3 separate regions of the Mus musculus genome follow, and regions 1 and 3 are each linked to region 2. A link is a contact called in public Hi-C data. All regions are on one chromosome and are shown on one strand. Each heading gives the region's core, a stretch centred on a gene start, on an enhancer-like site or on the middle of the called end of the contact. The rest is flanking DNA. Distances are from core to core; before and after follow the strand shown. Region 1 overlaps Gm52737 (a long non-coding RNA gene). Region 2 has its middle 39 kb from the start of Fsd1l. Region 3 holds the start of Lexis1 (a long non-coding RNA gene).

Evidence for each region. Hi-C and Micro-C count contacts between places; a contact is called where the count stands out from the background.
Region 1: a Hi-C map of liver shows a contact between it and region 2, with 2.5 times the contacts expected there. The contact joins two enhancer-like sites. A contact is called at or near these places in 2 of 484 Hi-C or Micro-C datasets (both in liver) and 1 of 9 other capture datasets (adipose tissue).
Region 3: a Hi-C map of liver shows a contact between it and region 2, with 2.5 times the contacts expected there. The contact joins the promoter of Lexis1 here to the enhancer-like site in region 2. A contact is called at or near these places in 1 of 15 datasets of contacts at CTCF or cohesin (pro-B cells), 5 of 484 Hi-C or Micro-C datasets (the N1E-115 cell line, embryonic stem cells, liver and 1 more), 6 of 115 datasets of contacts at active chromatin or transcription factors (the NIH/3T3 cell line, differentiating embryonic stem cells, embryonic limb bud and 2 more) and 1 of 9 other capture datasets (pancreatic islet).

The regions. Positions count from the first base shown.
Region 1 is chr4:53,312,564-53,316,627 of GRCm38.p6, reverse strand. All of the region lies in intron 2 of Gm52737 (a long non-coding RNA gene), which reads left to right. Among named protein-coding and RNA genes, the nearest start is that of Gm52737, 13 kb to the left of the region's middle. Within about 2 kb of position 1,272, at least 50 of the 459 cell types and tissues checked have an H3K27ac peak or open chromatin away from gene starts, as enhancers often do. A contact at or near this core is called in adipose tissue and liver, where this site is marked.
Region 2 is chr4:53,590,735-53,594,716 of GRCm38.p6, reverse strand. It overlaps a transcript of Slc44a1 not described here. Among named protein-coding and RNA genes, the nearest start is that of Fsd1l, 39 kb to the left of the region's middle. Within about 2 kb of position 2,041, at least 29 of the 459 cell types and tissues checked have an H3K27ac peak or open chromatin away from gene starts, as enhancers often do. A contact at or near this core is called in the N1E-115 cell line, adipose tissue and liver, where this site is marked.
Region 3 is chr4:53,216,656-53,220,853 of GRCm38.p6, reverse strand. Lexis1 (a long non-coding RNA gene) reads left to right here and starts at 2,493. Exons shown (of 8, transcript XR_390567.4): 1 at 2,493-3,503.

The DNA of each region.
Region 1 (4,064 bases), core at 23-2,522, 280 kb after region 2:
GGAATCCGTACTCATGCTTGTGTGGCAAGCACCTTGCCCAGAGAGCCTCCTCCCCAGGTCCTCAAGGGTGCTCTTCCTAAGCTGTGTTTAGACCCACCCACAGCCCTCTTTCCTTTCTGTTTGGGGGGTGGGGAGAAAATATAACATGAAAAGAATAAAACTGAAACTCCGCAGGCTCTTCACCACCACAGCCAATAATAACAAACCGACTCTGCGTAAACATATATATATAACATTTTTGAGGCCCTTTCAGTTCTTATTTCCCTTCCAGGACTTGCTGTTTGACAACTCCCACCGAGCACAGCACATTATTTATACAGAACTCGCCTTTGAAACAGATCAAACACTTCCACACTTCTGAGACTTTGGACTTTCTGTTGTTCTCCCTCCATGAAGTGCCCTCAATACCCTGCTTTGGATACTCCAAGCTCTGACAAAAGTCAGGTGTTCCTCTCTTCTTCCTTTCCCACTTGGGGAGCTACTTACTCCTTGAAGCCGTGCAAGGACAACTCCATTTTAAGAAAAGCCAGTCCCCACACACTCATGTCCCCTCCCCCACCAGCGGCCCACTCGCTACCCGTTTTGGGATCCATGAGTCCACTGCCCTCCTATCCAACCTATCATGGGCCACTTCTCTTTTCTTGGAAACGAGTGGGACGAGTGGGCCTCAGACTCAGCTGGAGACAGGATTTGCTGGACAGGGCTGGGCTTGGGCATCCACTGGGGCTCAGGACACTGCAGGATGATTCAGAATAGCCTGTGAGCTAGCTTGTATGCAGACTTTCCAAATTGCTAAGGAGACCCCTGTTGTTTACTGGGCTCCACCTTGTCTGGCAAGAGCCAGCCTTCGGCCTCAGGAAGTACTATAGCGCCAGAGAGCTGTGTTGGCAGGCCTCCACCAACTGTTTACTCTTGTTCCTTGTGTGAATGTAGGAGTCTGGTGGTGGATCTCATGAGGGGCATGTCTGATGCTCTTCTCAAGATGCTCGGGCCAGACAGAATTCCAGGCTTAAAGGGAGTGGGCTGCAGGAAAAGAGAGAGTCCAAAGTCCCCAGCCTCTCCTTTATGCCAGGCCTTCTGTCATAGCTCCACAGGAGGGGGGTGGGGTGCTTTGCTCTCTGGCACACTCCCACCCACATTTTTAATTAATGGAGCGATTTACTCGTTCCTGTTGTATAGTCTTCGCTCACCCCTATTTTCTCACTGTACAGTGTAACTTGTATGTCACAATTTTCTACACCCTTCCTCTTGGCCTTCCCTTCACTCCCAGGCTTGGAAAACACCGAGTTGAGTTCCAAGAGAGGAGGTGTTTCCTGGCCACTGCAGCTAATCAGAGCTGAACTGATTGGCAGCAAATTCCAATGCCAGGTGCTTTCCAGAGCCTTGGTTCACTTTTGAATGATCTTGGTAAAAAGCAGGGGCTTCTAGCCTTGCTGATAACACATCTGCTTCCTCAGACTCCTAAAACACAGAACAGTTGATGTGATTGGAAGAGAGCAGCTAATGGTGTTTGAATCACACGGGGTCTGCACTCATCTATTGTAATAGTAATGTGCAGGTAATGGTGTCTGAACTCACACGGCATCTACCACTCGTTCACTGTAACATCAACGTGACTCGAGCTTCTCCAGGGTCTACCCACTTCAGGGTGTCGCTGTCCGGGTCACCTTCAAGGAGATGACCAATCATGAATTCATCCCTAGGAGAGTGTTCCCCAATCACACACAGACATTGCCTTGATCATCTCTCCCTTCCTCCACATGGGTGATGTCACCCCCATAGCTGGAGGGTGAAAGGCAGAATATATCTTACACGATACCTGAACATTGCAGATCAAATGTTATTCCATTTCCTGGTTTCCCCTCCCAAAGCCCCCTACCCCCTTTATCCCCCTGCTCACCAACCCACCCACTCCCACTTCCTGGCCCTGGCATTCCCCTACAGTGGGGCATAGAGCCTTCACAGGACCAAGGGCCTCTCCTCCCATTGATGACCAACAAGGCCATCCTCTGCTACATATGCGGACATATGTAGAGAACATATAATCCTTTTCCCCAGGAGGAACTCTTTCTCCAGTTCCTCTGGTTTGGAGTTTATATTGTGCCGAGACATTATCCCTCATTCCTCCGTCTGCCTGCTAGTGTGACTCTGGGCAAGCAGCACTGGAGAGACTCTTTTCTAAAAGCAATTCCTTAGCTCCGCATAACTGTGCAAATGGTCTGGGAACAGACATCTGAGACCTCCTTCTTGCTGCTTCTGGGACTTTCCTCTTTCCGCATCATGTGAGCAAACCATTTCTCCATCCTCCCTGGAAATGACTCCCAGAAGCCACATACCACCTCATCAAACATAACCCAGGCAGAGCTGAACCCTGGTTTAACCTCAAGTTGGGACACCATTACGACAACAAATACTTTGTTCAGCTCTCCGACGTTTACGAAATCTGTTCACATTGCTTCGCTTAATCCTTAAAAGAGCCCGTTGGGGTGTGTGGAATCTTTGTCTTTATTTTATGGGGAGTAAAGTTGAAGCTCAACAGGTTGGGAGATAGGGTTATGGTTACTTACTTAGAACCAGAGCTTTGCTGTCCTGGGGCATATGGAATGTTGGGCCCTCTCCTTATAAGACCACAGCACCCAAGACTGTTGCTGGAAATGTGAATAACATGCTTGCATGCCTGGAGTTGGAGGTAGCTGCCACTACAAGAGGTGGTAAAGTTGGGCTGTCCAGGTAAAGAGTCAGTCTTCCTAAGAGCCCTATGAACCTTTTCTGTTCTTCATTTTTCTTGCCCTCTCCGGCATTTGACTAGGACTTTTTGCTTGGTGAATTTTGGGTATCTTGTATTCTGCTTGCTCTAGTATAGGCTACTGAGCTATAGTTTTTTTTATGTCTGTACATCTATTGTGTTGTGTGCAGACATGTGTCCTGCTCTATCACTCTCTACCTTAATCCCTTGAAAAGGGTTCTCTAAGTAGAACCTGGAGCTAGGCTGGCAGCCAGCAAGCCCGGCAGTTCTCCTGTCTCTGTCCCCTGCAACACAAGGGTTCCGGGTGCATGTGTGACCATGCCTTCCGGCTTTTATGTGGGTGCTGGGGTTTGAACTCTGATCTTCATGCTTGTACAGCAAGTGCTTTTACTTACTGAGCCATCGCTCCAGCTCTTTGCATCTTTTAGTGCCCCAGAGTGGAACTATGGATATAGTAGATGCCCAGGAAGTATTCATCGAATGACAAGCTGTTTCTTAGATTTCCATGTGGACAAGTCTGTGGTAGCCACTTCTTTCTCATGAGTATGGCATGATCATGGGAAACTCAACATGGAATAACTCAAATTTATTGTCCTGACTCAGTTTCCACCTCCTTTTGATACTCAGTTTTAGGCTCACTGATACAGTTGCCCCAATTCAGCAAGGTTTCTAACTTCAAACAAATTCAGGCTGGAAGTAGATTTACTATCTCAGGGCCACTGCTGGGACTCGGAGCCAGTCATCTGTTCAGATTGTGGATTCTATGATCTAGCAACATGCTCTGATATTTGTTTCTCAAAGTGACATCATCCCTCACTATTGACCTAACATACTGATCTGGGTGTCTTCACTGGGCTTCCTGTCCAAAGACATAGTCTTCTTTTAGGACTAGACACTGATCCTAATTCATCCTGGGACCTGACCCCGTGTGACACGTGCTAGTCTCCTCCCTGCGTCACTGTTCTGGATCTGTAAACCAGTCCATTGATGTTCATAGACAGTTGTCTACACAAAACCTCCCATCTGCCTGACTGCTGGCCTCACTCTGGGAGAGCAGCCGGGATGCTTACATCTCTCTAAACAAGTTGCCACTTGATTGGACCAGTTGCTCCAGTCACCCCTGGGCTTGCTGTGTCCTTTGGCCATTGTGTCTCTTGCATCTGGCTTCATATTTGACTTTGCATCTGATAAAGACCCAGCTGTGCATACACAGGCTGGGGTTGTTCTGTACTCTGCCTGTTCTGCGTAGCTGAGAGGTGTCCCTAGGTCTGTGTACATGTCCAAGTCAGAAGTCCGCAGGGTTTCATCTCAGTGTACT
Region 2 (3,982 bases), core at 792-3,291:
AGGAGCACAGAAAGAATAGGAATAGCTAATGTAAAAAACAAAACAACAAACAAACAAACAACAACAACCCCCACCCCCTACAAAACCAGGGAAGGTAATTGAATGAACTAGCCGAGCCTAAGGCAATAGAAGGATACCACCCAAGTATGAACGAATTGAGGCCATTCCCAAGCTAGTAAATAGTGAAAGCAGATCTGAATTCTAGCTTTCTCAGATACACGGGGACAGTTGAGTTGCAATTTGGTTGGCTGAATTTGTCCATTTATCCCTCTCTACCAGCAGGTGTCACCAGACAAAAGCACATTTGCAAAAGGATGGCCTGAAAACCCAGCTCTGGCTGCAATTCCAGCCTCATTCTAAGGTCACATTGAGTGTGGAGGCTTCAGCTGAACAGCCAGCATGGATGCCCAGAGTTCTCAAAGTTTACTGTGCGTGCACACCTCTGGTGTGCCTGCAGCAGAGGCCGTTAAAATGTAGATTCTTGTGCCTCTAGTTGCAGAGGTTCTGACTCAGCAGGTCTAGAGGGGGCCTCAGCAATTTCCATTATATGCATCACCTTTATGCTCCCTGCATTCCCTGTTATGGTGTGGGCTTATAAGTACTGATTTGCTCCTTGTATATACTGAACATTGTTGTCTTGTAGTCTCAACTCATGAGTCAGTTGGGCTACCAGGGGACTTGTTTGTTCTTTTATCCATTCACCAAGCATCTGTTGAGCCCTTACCAGTTGCCAGTTCCTATGGGGCACTTCTACAAAGTCATGAAGCTCATCCTGTGAATTTAGACTTCATCAAGGGATCATTCATTAGATCCAATAAAGACTCAGCTTTTCTCAAATCTACCCATCAAAGAGCCTGGTCTCCACCAAGGAAAGAAAAAGACCCCTTTTCCACAAAGAATATTCATGTATTTACAGAAATTGCTGCCAAAAATGGTCTTAATGGCTAGTTTACTGGACATAAAAGTAACAGTGTAGTTGGGAATGGATCTTATTACTATGGCTTTAAACACAGATTAAAAGAAATATACCCATTAGTATCTGAAAATCAAAATGTTGCTGTGTTTTACTGCCACATTAACATGATAAATCCAAGTTAAATAACAACTCTGATAGTCTAAAATGAGCTGGGGTGAGCTGGGGAGATGCTTGTTGCATAAGTATGGGGTTCTGAGTTGAACCCCCAGAACCACAGGGGGCGATGGCTTAGACTATGGAGGTGGGAACATAACCAAATTATCCCTTTTGTCCTCAACTCGCTTTTGGTCATGGTGTTTCATCATAGCAATGGTAAACCTAAATAAGACACAACCGGAAGTGGGAGAGACCGAGTCAGAGAGAAGGGTGTGGTTGTCGGTGCACTGGGAGGCAGATCTGCCTATGATCACTAGGAATCTCTGGCCTGTCTGATCCTAGGTTCAGTTGATCAGTTCCAGGCCAGTGAGAGTCTGTCTCAAAACACAGATGGAAAGCATTCTGAGGTATCACATCTGAAGTTGACTTCTGGCACATCCACATCCACAGACTGGGGGGAGGGGGGAGGGAGAGGGGAAGGGAGAGGGAGAGGGAGAGGGAGAGGGAGGTAAGTTACATTGCTACAAATGAAATACAAACAAAAATTCCATGGGAAATTTAAAGTTTCCATTCTGTGGCTATCCAGGGAGGATGACAGAGAGCACAGAGTAAGAGACTTTAATGAAAGGCATGCATCTGAATGCCACCCATGGGCAGAAACCACTGCTCAGTGAACGAACTCAGCATGCCCTGAGTCCACCTTCATTTTTTTCTTCTTCTTATTATTTTATTTCTTTATAATCCAGCCATTGTCCCCTTCTGGTCTCCCCTCCCACAGTTCCTCTTCCTATTCTTCCTACCCCCTGTCTCCAAGAAGGTGCTCTCTACATTTTAACATTTTCCTGACCATTAGAAAATGTCTTACACTAGAATGGAGTTTGTGGTCCCTGAAGCGACCTTACACTATGCGTTCAATACTGTAATGTCCCAGCTGCAGCCAGTGTCACCAGCTTCTGCAGCTCTCTCCAGAGCCTGGGCCTTCACTTCCTCCCCAGAATTAAGTCAGTCTCGGGCCTGCTTCAGTTCTGAGTTTTCCTCACATCCTGTTTGATAAATGGGAAATGCCTGAGTATCCGACAGGAAAGCCTTCTGCCCCTCGAGACCGAGCACAGCGCCTAAGTTAGGACATGGTGTCAACTGTGCAAAACAAAACAAAAGAGAAAAGGGATCAGTTCTCCTGGAGCCAGCCCAAAGTCAGCAAGGCCAGATCTGGGGAACTCTTCGAAGATGCTCCATCTTCCAGTACTGTCGTTGTCAGTGTCTGGGTGTCACGTAGGCTTGGGAGATTACAGCCATTACAGTTGTCCCTCTGGTAGCCAAAAACCAAAAAACAACAACAACTGCAACAAAACAAAACAAAAACAAACAAACAAAAAACCAGGAAATCAAGACAGGAAGCAGCTATGTCAGGTGGGCAGAACTGGGAATATCGTAATACCGCAGCTTGCATCTCACTAGTCAGAGGGCCACTGCAAGCCTCTGGGAACTATGATAAGGTGTTGCACTTGGCCCATCGACGTGGCATCTGGGTTCTATCCATGAGGAAGGCCGGTATCATCCACACTGGGTAAGACAATTAGCAGTCACTACAGCAGCCGGATAGAAACGCATGACTAACATGTTAATTGGCAGATGGAACAGAAATATGTCTTTGTAATCACTAGGCTCTTTCAGGGGTCTGGGATGAGATTATAGAAACGGCTTATTTTCCTACATCATCCCATGAGATATGAATAACTAGCCTGTCTCTTTTTCAAGCAGATATCTTTTCCAGGCGTTCTCTGAAAGTGTTCCATTTGTTTATGTTCAGGTACAGGCTGACCTACAAAAAGTAATGCAGACTCATCTCCCTCCTCCTGCTGTCTGCCGTGCTGATAATAGAGCCGAAGAATCGCCCAAGCTCGAACACCCACCATCAGCTCACACAGAGTGCGCCTTGAATTCAGATGCGTAATGGGAAGGCATAGGGAGTGCTGGGGACGCACAACCGAGAGTCCCTACTCTGTGATAGGAACTCCGCCATTTTCTTAATAAGACTGATGCCATTCAGAAGGTCCCCAGGGCACACCCGCCTCATTTGTCCATTGTGACCTGGCTTTATGGGCCCATGGAAGCAAATGCATTATCACCATTAAACTCCAGGCTTGTCAGATTTAGTCCACTGCACCTGTGCTCTGTTATTGAATGAACTATATAATCAGCATTCATACTGCTAAGTCACCTTAATATTAAGTTATATTTGGGAGATGGGTGAGCGCTGGGTTCATCCACAATGGAAACTCCCCAAATAATAGTTGGTTTCCATAGACAGAGGTCAGCAGACCGCAGTTGACATTGTAAGCCAGCACCCAGGTGCCTCACTTTCACACTGCTTCATCTTGTATGCAGTCTAGTTTCAAGGTTATGTCACTACCCAGGAAGGCTGTAGGCCTTCTAGCCACCATATTTGAATCCCAACCGTCTGGAAAGCAGAAGTCAATGGCTCTTGAAAGGCATTTCCTAGCAGTCACTTGTCACTGATACAGTTCCACTAGAACTGAGTCACAGGGTCACAATTTACGTACAGATCAGGCTTGTATGGGGTGACTGTAGTGGTTTTTGTTTTGTTTTGTTTAAGAAGTCAGGTGATCATTACCCTCAAAGACTGAGGAAAAGGATACTGGGAGCAAGGTCATCTTGGCAACTCCAATTCCTTATCCACATTAGTAGAATAAATATTTAACTCTTCAAGGCCAAGGCCAAGAGTTCATGCTTCTTGTGCATGCCTATTGCTCATACGGACTGTGCATGATCTTAGGTAATTTACGAGCAATATTGTAGTTAATACTCACAAGGCTCTCTGAAGACACTATTATCCTACCACATATGTCAGAAAACAGAGCCCAGCGGCCAAGGTCATAGAGTTCACAA
Region 3 (4,198 bases), core at 1,244-3,743, 370 kb after region 2:
ACACTATCCACCACACTGCCTGGAAATGCCTCCCTCCACAGTTCCCCTGACATCCTTAAAACTGCCTACCTTTACAAAGTAATTCTTTTTTTTTACCCATTTTATATACAAGGAAACAGAATCACAGAGATTCAATTGTGTGCTGAAAGATGATTCCTAAGAAGAATAGTCTCCACCGCCAACCTTTGATTCCAAATCTTCTGTTTGCTCCTCTTTGGAAGAAAGGCCTTATCTAAAACCTCATAGAGACTATTAATTAGCTTGTAGCTGTGTATGGTGGCACAGGCTGGACCTGAGTTCTTAGTGGAGATAGGAGGATGAGGAGTTCAAGGCCAGCCTGAAATACATATATCTCCTCCTCTTCTCCCTCTTTCTTCCTCTTCCCCCTCCCCCTCCTCCTCTTCCCCCTTCTTCCTCTCTCCTCCTTTTCCTCCTCCTCCTCTTCAAAAAGTAGTGGCTTCTGAAAGAATGAAGTGAAAGGTCCTTCCCAGTGAAAAAACAGCAGCAAAAATCACAAGAGGCTCAGTGAGAGCAAATGAACCAGAAAGAGATGTAGACCAGGGCTTTGCTTCATCCGTTCTCAGTATATTTACCAATGGTGTTCTAAGGCCAGTAAACCTTTCGCTAACAGATACATTGGTATATCAGACAGACTGAAATGCCTCTACTCCTACTTCCATCTATTCCTCTCCTTTAGTCAATCACTTAGGAAATGTTTTAATGAGCACATACTATGTGCCAAGCACAGTTGCAGGCACTGCAACCAACTTCACTCTCTGCCCTCTTCTATGTGCATCCCTGATGAAAGTCATTCATCTGGAAGGAGGGCATCACTTGCTGGACCTTCTCATTTAAAATTTCCTGTGATAACAAAGGAGAAAATCTACAGATGGTTTTCCAAGCCACCTCTACTAACCCCCAGCAAGTGTTGGATCTGAAGACCCAGAGCCATGGGAGGCGCTGAGTTTCGGCTTTTCACTTGTTGTAGGAGGTGGGGAATCACTTTCTTAGAGCCTCAGTTTTATCCTCCGAAAACCAGCGATCAATTATTGCACAAGACTCGAGAGGGTCACAGGAGAATTCAATTATAACCATCCAGCTCAGGGTTCAAGTATGTTCAAAGCTCTCAGCATGTGGGACTCTCAACAGGGTAATGATTCAAGTTCCAGGCAGCCATCTTCTTGCCAATGGCAACAGAGGCATCCAACAGCCTCCACGTCTCCCCTGGTCACCTCAGCAAGGCATGCAGACAGGGTTACTTTCGGGCAAGGGTAGCCCAATTGCAGCCTTTGTTTTAATCAGCCTGAGCAGCAACTCAGTGGAGGGCCCATGAGGCGGTGACATTCCAACTCCCTGAGACACTCAAGGGAGCAGATTCTTGGAAAGAGATGGGAGTGGGAGGAGGCTGGCCCACTTCTATTTCCTTTCCTCTGTCTCCAAGGCTCCTTCAGGAAGGGAGGACACCTGCTGCTCTCTCCAGCTCTTTGCAATTCTGAGGAATAGCCCAGAATTAAGGGATAGACAGAAGTAATAAGAGTGGGATCAGGTCCCTGCCCTCCCCTCCTGTCTGATATGCTTCTAGCTACATAGGCAACTGTAATGGGAAGGATGCTAATGGCTTCCACCAAGCCCAAAGATGGGGAGACTCCCAGATGTCTATAACTGCTCTGACCTTACAAGAAAAGCCACTGTTCGTATACTCTCCCGGCTCCCTCTCCTCTTTTTCTCTCTCATTGCTCTCTGAGCAGAAGGTGAGATGCCAGTCTGTGGGCCAGCCAGTCCTTTGATCTTGGCTTATCAGTGGGAAATTTACTGGTATTGTGGCACAGCAGTTTGAGCAGACTGTGCCAGACTCAGTACAGGATTTCCAGGGGAAGCAAGGCATTCTCCGCCTTCGGTGCTTACCACCTGTTTTCAGCGATGGACACATTCCAGACTGGGTGCCAGTTAGGGCTGCTGAATGGATATAAAAGCCCTCGTGTTGGGGAACGTCACAAACAAGCAGTCACTTCAGCCTGCCAGACACAGTGACAGCTTCTCTTTGAGACGCCTGGGGTTGAAAAAAACTCTAGCTGTTCTTTTATGAGCTCACTCCAATAAACAGCAAATTTATCAAGTGTGAGCAGTATTTCTGCCCTCAATGAACGAAGAACCCAAAGGGTAGCAGGTACCTTCATCAGAAAGGATAGAGTAACTTCTTATCGGAGGTCTTGCCAAAACGCACTCTATTTACCTGTTATTTACTCTGGAGCAGGTTTCTGGAACTCCCTGGGTCTCAGTTTCCTTTCTCATTACTTCAACAGATCTCTAAATTTAAAAAACGCAAGTGACGCTTTCCACATCATAGTAGCCATATTAAATAGTATGCCATAACTGTTTTTCTCCACCCCTTGCACAATTCCAGGTCCTCATTTGTTTACAGAGTGCCAGTTGCCAAGTTCTCCAAATCTCCTCCATTCGGGCATCCTTACATTACTTTAGCTCAGGCATCATCCACAGAAGTAAGTGCTTGCTTAAAGAAACTTGCTGCGTCTGGAAGGGCACAGGACAGGTCCTGCAGCAGGCCTGCCTGGGCCTTGGCCCAGCGGTGCCTGCTAGTTACCTTTCACCTACTTCTGCAGCGGCAGCCTAGCGGGGTAACTCCAGGTCAGACTTGGATCTCTGCGCGCCTGCGCAGAGCTGGCTGCCGGCTGCAGCTAAGCATCCCTAACGTTGTTTCTTTTTTCTTTCTTTTTTGGTGGTGGTTTCTGCTACTCTCGGAAATAAAGGCTGTGGGCCTTGCGGACGTGCTTTGATTTCTGTGTGGGCACGGTCCCAGGCCGGAGAGGGTAACCTGGACCTCTTCCCAAAGTTGTCACCTACCGCTAACACCCCCAGGCGCCCCATCCTTCCCTTCCCCCATTTCTGGACTTTCCGCTCCCCTCTCTCCCACAGCTTGGGGCTGCCCATCTCCTCGCCCCCAACCCCGCCCTGATCACTGCCCCTGGAAAAGAGCAAGGCTGACTCCGGAGCTAGAGAGGAGCACATTCGAGCGAGAAGCTACGTGGGTGCAAACAACACTCCAGTTTCTGCCCGGGAGGAGCCGGATCTAACAACTAGGTTGCAACCAGAGGAATCGCGCTAGTTGAAGGCGTCTAGGCTGCCGTGCGCCTCGGGGTTACTGCCGGGCATCGCGCGGGCGGGGCGGGCGCTAGGAGGGGCATGTCCTCGGCCTCAGGAACCATCATAATGGAAACACTCATAGGCATCTGGAGAGGTCTGAGGCTCTCATCCACACCAGCCTCGACGATAGGAGTCTGTGGTGGTCCTTCTGTTCTAGAAAGTGCCCTCTTTCCTGGCATCCCAAAAATCTGGGAGGGTCAAGGAGAAACTGATTTTCAAAAATACCCTTTCCTGCAGGAGTTCAAGCCCCTACCTACCGACCGACCTGTGGTCTCTGAAGTTGGACAATGCTCCCCAACAGGTGCAAACAGAATACCTGTTTGACCGGGCTTTGTCTCTAGGTAAGGTGAAAGGACTATGCTGCGCCCTTACATCTCTGGGTTAAGCATCGTTAACAGTAGAACTTGGTAGTTCATCTGATGGTCCCTGGGCTTTTTAGCATTGGAGGTGAGCAACTCTACAATTTTCAGCCCGTTGTGTCATGTTGCCCCTCTGTCCCACAAGACCTCCAGGGAACAGTGCTAAGCTGAATTAATTACCTTCAAAGTGAGGCCTGTGTTGTGTGAGTGGACATTTTGAGGTCTGCTAGGTTTTTTTGAAAGATGACAACTTTTCGGGACATTACATTGAGGCAAAGTATGTAGTTCATTCCCCCCAAAGAAAGGACAGATTCACAGGCACACACCTTTTATTTTCTTACTCTGCCATAGCCTCCGTACAGTATCCAGTCAGTTGATAATAGACTCATCCTCACATGATACAAGAAAATGTGTGGTTGGTGGGAATAAGGGTCTTATGCTTTCTTTTTAATATGAATATATTTTAAAGAAACTCTTGAAGGTATGGGTGTCTCATGAGAAACAAACCAAACCAAACCAGAACACGAAGGCTGACCACAGAGAACCTAATCTGAACCCTGGCAGCCTGATATTACTATATCCTAAAGGAGAGTCCATGTTTTTAATGCAGTTTAGCAAACATCCTGCATCAAAAATGAAATCCACTAACCATTCTGATACGGGGTTGGAAATAAGGT